Linked DNA regions of Mus musculus: region 1 is linked to region 2. Evidence: chromatin contacts called from public Hi-C data. All regions are on one chromosome and are shown on one strand. The core of a region is the stretch at or near the end of the contact, and the rest is flanking DNA. Distances in the headings are between cores, read along the strand shown. Region 1 overlaps Arhgap24 (Rho GTPase activating protein 24). Region 2 overlaps Arhgap24 (Rho GTPase activating protein 24).

Region 1 (2,700 bases), core at 30-2,529, 74 kb after region 2:
TCACCCTGATAAAGAGGCACAGATACTACCTATGCATTCTCACTGTCTCTTAATTATTGGACAGCATTAAAACCCTAACATACAAATGAGAAGGAATCACATTTATTAAAAATAATGAGTATAGCCAATATGTTTAAAAGTCTGCTCCTCTGAACTTGACAAGTAACTTGTCTAAACTACTATATGCCCACAGGAAGAACAATGGAAATATTTATGGATTTTTTACTCATGTACTTCAGACACATTGAATGGGCATTTGTTTTTCTCCAACACAACATTGTAGACCAGCGCCTTTGAGCTTTTGATCTTCTCGCCTTCTACAAGTGCATTTGAACTTCTTACGTATCATGTTACATTAAAGAAAAACAATCAGCGTGTCAATATAGGAACCCCTCAAAATCATAAATCACACAGAAAACAAGCGAAATTGAACAAATAGAGTTGAACAACTAAAGTGAGACAAAAAAAAAAGTCAGGGTGAGTTGTGATATTGTTGACTCAGGACTTCAAAGAATCCTGCGTGTGACATCCGTGTCATGCACAAAATATCCTAAGACTGCAACAACTCAATGATGCACCTGCCACTTGCTGGTATGGATGGATGGGCCTGCCATGTGGACTCCAAAATTAGACAGACATCAAACTCTGCAGCCTGCTGCTTCCTATACCAAGTCTGAGTCACTAACGGCTCCTTGACTCTACTCCCTCTCTGTAAGCAGGAACACTTAGAATTCCTGTAAGAATATCCCGTATAAATCACCATCGAACAAATTATTCCCAGCCACTTGAAAATCTGTTAATTCACCTCTTTCCCTTTAATGCTCTTTCCCATGTTTCTTTTCCACTTGACACACAGCCTTTGTCTTAAGTCACTTCATTCAACAAATGCTTCAGATAATCTCCCTTGTACCAAGGTTACTGTGCCATCGGATGATTGACAAGGCCTGCCTGAGTGATGCTGCCCCTGGGAGCTCATATAGAAGAGTAGGTCAGGAAAACCAACCTGGGTAACATGATGAGGGCAGCCCCAGCAGTCCAGAGTGTGCAGAAAGAGCAGGCTGCTGCGTGGCCACAGGCTGTCCTTTATTTCCCAGTCATCATCTCAGGAGCCATCACTTCCTGCATTACTATTACTATGGTGGAATCGCCTTGGTTTTCTGTCATCTGACCTGTCCAGAAATTCTTCAGTCCTCCACAAACACATGCATCTATTCATTGGTCCATGCAGGCCAATAAGGATCAGATTAATGGCTTTCCAGCCTTTATGGCTATGCTCCCTCATGTTCTCTGAGTGCTCGTTCCTAAGGGAACCACGCATCTCCCCCCTTCAAGGCCCAGGGAACACTGCAGATGATGGTGTGGGAAGAAAAGAAGAGCCAGAGGGCCGAGAGGAGAGCTGTGACCTGTGCTCTTCTAGACAAGACACAGCTGTTACACTCATGAGCTCACAGTTGCCAAACAATTGGCCAAACAGGAGGGAGGAGCTCTGTGAGAAGTTGTAAGAAGTTAATTGTGGCCAGAGGAGGAGGAGGAGCCATGATCTCGCCACTGCTAAGTAGCCAAAGTGCCTGCAGTAAATGATCTCCTACCTGGGCACATGCAAGAGCTCTAATTAAATGCATGTGTCACAACAACAACAATAATAACAACAATAACAACCAAGAACTGTAAGGAGAAGGGATAGGAACAGAGCAATGAGAAACAGAAGAAGAGAGTTGGAGCTTGGCAGGAGTTGGGGGTATAAAAGAGGGTAATGGGATAAGTATCAATAAATGTATATGTGTGTATTTGTGCTTGACACGTTCAAAAGAAAAAAATTCGATTTGTACCACAGTGTGTAGAGTGTCTCATGGGGTGTAGTTACTATACCTCAATAAAGATTTCGGAAAGATTGTAAGCACAGTATTTTAATGGAGCCACAATGTGGGTGTCTATCATGCTTACATACATTGTAGAAAATAGAACTTCCAAAATTTGGAATGTAAAAGATTGATTAATTGATAGCCAGTCCACTTTCATTGTCTTTAAAATAGTCATGGCCCTTCTTAACATGCAATGGGAGTTAGGACTCACTATTAAGTAGAAGGCAGTGCAGACTCGAACAACACTTTGAGTGAATGTTGAAGCCACGGCGAACTCTCTACATTGAAAAGATTTTCTATTGGTTTTGTCCTTAACCATATCTTGGAAGAAGCGATGTAGTCCTGTCCTTTGTGAAGTTGTGCAATACGCTTCTCCCATGGTCAATGTTGAACACATTTGTTATGACATTGAAGAGCTAGCCGAGGCATCCCTAAAGAGGTTAATGAAATAGCTACTTTCAAGTGTTTGCCTGTATCTCCCATTTAACTTTCCTATCACATTGTGCCTGCTTTCTCCAGAACCTTGAGTTTTTCTTCTCCGGCCAAACTGCATGGTTAAGATGTCACCATTGTGAGGGTGTTAAAGAACTGTGTAAAAACTTGGACTGAGAAACTACAGGGCAGTCAGTCTCTACTGAGCAGTTCAGCCATGTTTTCTCCCAAATGTTCCAATGCTTGAGGAAATAGTGCAAATAATGCCTATCAGACAAGGAAGTTATTTTGAGGAAGAATATTGAGACATAAATATTTTTATATATATTTTTTAAAACTTCAGGGTTTACTAATAAACTATGTTTTATTTTGTCTTATAAATAAAACTTTAATACGATGATCTTCT
Region 2 (2,700 bases), core at 57-2,556:
TAGATAACGTCTTACACAGCCCTTTCCAGCATAAATTTAGGAGGGTTCTCCAGAAATATTAGGATCTGTCTCCCCCAAAACTAGAATTCAGGGAACAATTCATAAGGAGCAGTCATGCTCAATGCTGTGGGTTTCTCAAGACATTAAACAGGGAAGAAATCACTGTTATGTTCTCATTAAAAAAACAAAAACAAAACAAAAAAAAACCTGCATTGAATTACAACCCTTTAGAAAGAATGCTTAAGTTAACTTAAGTACATCCTTGTAGACTGGCCTTGGTGTAATATAAATAAGGACTTTTGGATAATTTAAGAGGTGATGTGGTCAAAGATCATAGTTCATTTTGTGGTTATGCAAGAAACATCTGTTGAACAAATATGCAATTCAAGTCTTTAAAGGTATCAACAAATAAGACAGCCACCAACACTCCTGTGGTTCCCTGTGTATTTCATTATGTGAGATTCACAAGTGATTCACACTAAAATGCCAACACTCCATTACTTTTTGCTATAAACTCATAAAACTGCTATTAGCCAACAGTAATTAGGAATTTTAAACTTTCTGTGAAGAAAAGGCACCACAAAGTCTATAAGAATTTGAAAGCAGAAGTACACGAGGAAGACCTCTATGAGGCCTGGGTTTGGGGGAATTTTGTTTTGTTTTGTTTACTTTGTGGGAAACTTTGTATCATTTTACTTTGTATCATTGCACTTTACAAAGTGAAACTTTGTATCCCTTTGGAGAACCACAAAGTAGGTCAAGGCTGTGTGTTGTTCTGTGCTGTGCTTGTCTGCCTGTCTATAGACAGCAGAACACATTTCCTGTGACTACAATCTATATTGTTTCGTGCTCTGTTGGGAATGAAGTTGAGCTCAGTGTGTTCTTTCCCGCAGGAGTTTTGTTGATTTGGTTATGTTGAAGAAGTAGCTGAAATGAAAAAGTCCTTCAAAAAAAAAAAAAAACCAACATGGGGGAACAAAATCTGTAACCATGTGACTTGCTTAGGTCCTGTGTTTCTGTGCGCTCTCTCCCTCTCCCTCTCCCTCTCCCTCTCCCTCTCCCTCTCCCTCTCCCTCTCCCTCTCTCTCTCTTACCATCTCCATCCAGAAAAGAGGCAAACAATCTGAGGGATACATTTACAGGACAAGGAAAGACAGCACAACTTCCTCCACTCTGAGTAAGAAGTCATCCATGTCCTCTCTTCCCTGAAAATCCCCAGGGGGAGGACGGCTTCTTTCTCTCCTCCAAAGAAGGGGTCAAGAGTCTATGCCAGAAGTCTCTCTTACACAAGGAGCAATAAACATGTAAAGCTATGGGAACTTTGTAAAATAGCTGTCATTCTGTTAATGAATATTTGCTAAGGAATTTCCTGGGCCACTGGTGTTTATGGAACTTTTAAACAAAATGTTTTTGAAGACAGAACTAAGACTCGACTCACAAATTAAAACCCCTCTACTCGCAACAATGCTTTTCCTCGGTGTGCAATTGATGTTCTGGCCTCTGTTGCACTAAAACGCCGAACACTCAACTCAGCCACTCACTCTCTCCTCTGTGCCAGCAAAAATGTCTGTGTTCTGCCTGTGCTTCCTTGCTTCCCTCTTATGCCAGTGTTCAACTTTACCACAAAGGCCAAGATTACCTGAAGAAGGGTGCGGAGGATGGCTGGCTTAGTGACCAGTCTTAACTGGGTTTCGTCTTTGTCCTTACTTTCTGTTTTCTCCATTCACACTGTCCTCTCAGGTCAGGCACCTTGCCATCAATTCTGCCTCTTGATGTGAGAGATTTTGTCTCTGCTTCTATTTGTGCCCAGGGATTCCTTCTGTGCCTCCTCTGCAGCAATCAGTGGTTTTCTTCCTATGTTCTTGATTTGAATTCTGCATCTGTCTTATTTTCTTCCACAGCTTTTCTTCCTCTGAAAATGTCATCTAGTCTCATGGCTTCAGTCCCAAGCCAGCTTAGGTATCTGCTCAACAAATCTGTCCTAAGCTTTATATGAGTTTTCATGAAGGGTGACATGATTGGGTGTGTGCCTTCCTGGTATCTGGATGCCCAGCTCTGCAGAAAACTAGATGTCACCCACACTGCACAGCCTTGGATAGTTTCCTCACTAACATAGGCTCTGAAGTCCCAGAATTCAGCTGCCTCACTCTCCATAGCTTCCCTCACTAAAACTGCCCCTCACTGTGTGTGTCTCTTTCTCACTAGAGATCAGACACAAATCTCCCTAGGCTGTTTTATTTTCACACATGGTTCCCCTGTAGCCTATGACTAGCTCACTCTGTGGGACAAGAGCTTCACACTTAGAGATCTGCCTGCCTCTGCCTTCCAAGCTTTGGTATTCAGGGAGTGAACATCCACGTGCAGGTTATCACGGGTTAAAAACTCTGTTCTTGACATATTTCTCTCTCTATTCTCATGGCCACCATGTTGCCGAACATTTAATTATCTTATCCCTTGGTAGGCTTTTGCCTCATCACTGCTATTTCTCTAAGGTCTTCTACACCACTCACCATCTATCTAGCTGTGTGGCAACTTAAAACCAAAGATAGAAAACAGATGATTGATGGATGGATGGATAGATAGATAGATCACCAAAGGCTTCAATACCCTTTCAATAGATGAGCAAGAACAGTGTCTGCTGAGTTGAATCTCAGGGTTAGAGCTCTTGATAGAGCATTTCTACGTGTCAGCATTTTGAGA

Evidence for each region. Hi-C and Micro-C count contacts between places; a contact is called where the count stands out from the background.
Region 1: a Hi-C map of uterus shows a contact between it and region 2, with 2.3 times the contacts expected there. The contact joins two enhancer-like sites. A contact is called at or near these places in 3 of 484 Hi-C or Micro-C datasets (nephron progenitors and uterus) and 3 of 9 other capture datasets (adipose tissue, liver and pancreatic islet).

Annotation. Positions count from the first base shown.
Region 1 is chr5:102,802,447-102,805,146 of GRCm38.p6, forward strand. The region is part of intron 3 of Arhgap24 (Rho GTPase activating protein 24); the gene reads left to right. Among named protein-coding and RNA genes, the nearest start is that of Gm30396, 170 kb to the left of the region's middle. Within about 2 kb of position 1,280, at least 12 of the 459 cell types and tissues checked have an H3K27ac peak or open chromatin away from gene starts, as enhancers often do. A contact at or near this core is called in uterus, where this site is marked.
Region 2 is chr5:102,728,400-102,731,099 of GRCm38.p6, forward strand. The region is part of intron 3 of Arhgap24 (Rho GTPase activating protein 24); the gene reads left to right. Among named protein-coding and RNA genes, the nearest start is that of Gm30396, 98 kb to the left of the region's middle. Within about 2 kb of position 1,307, at least 13 of the 459 cell types and tissues checked have an H3K27ac peak or open chromatin away from gene starts, as enhancers often do. A contact at or near this core is called in uterus, where this site is marked.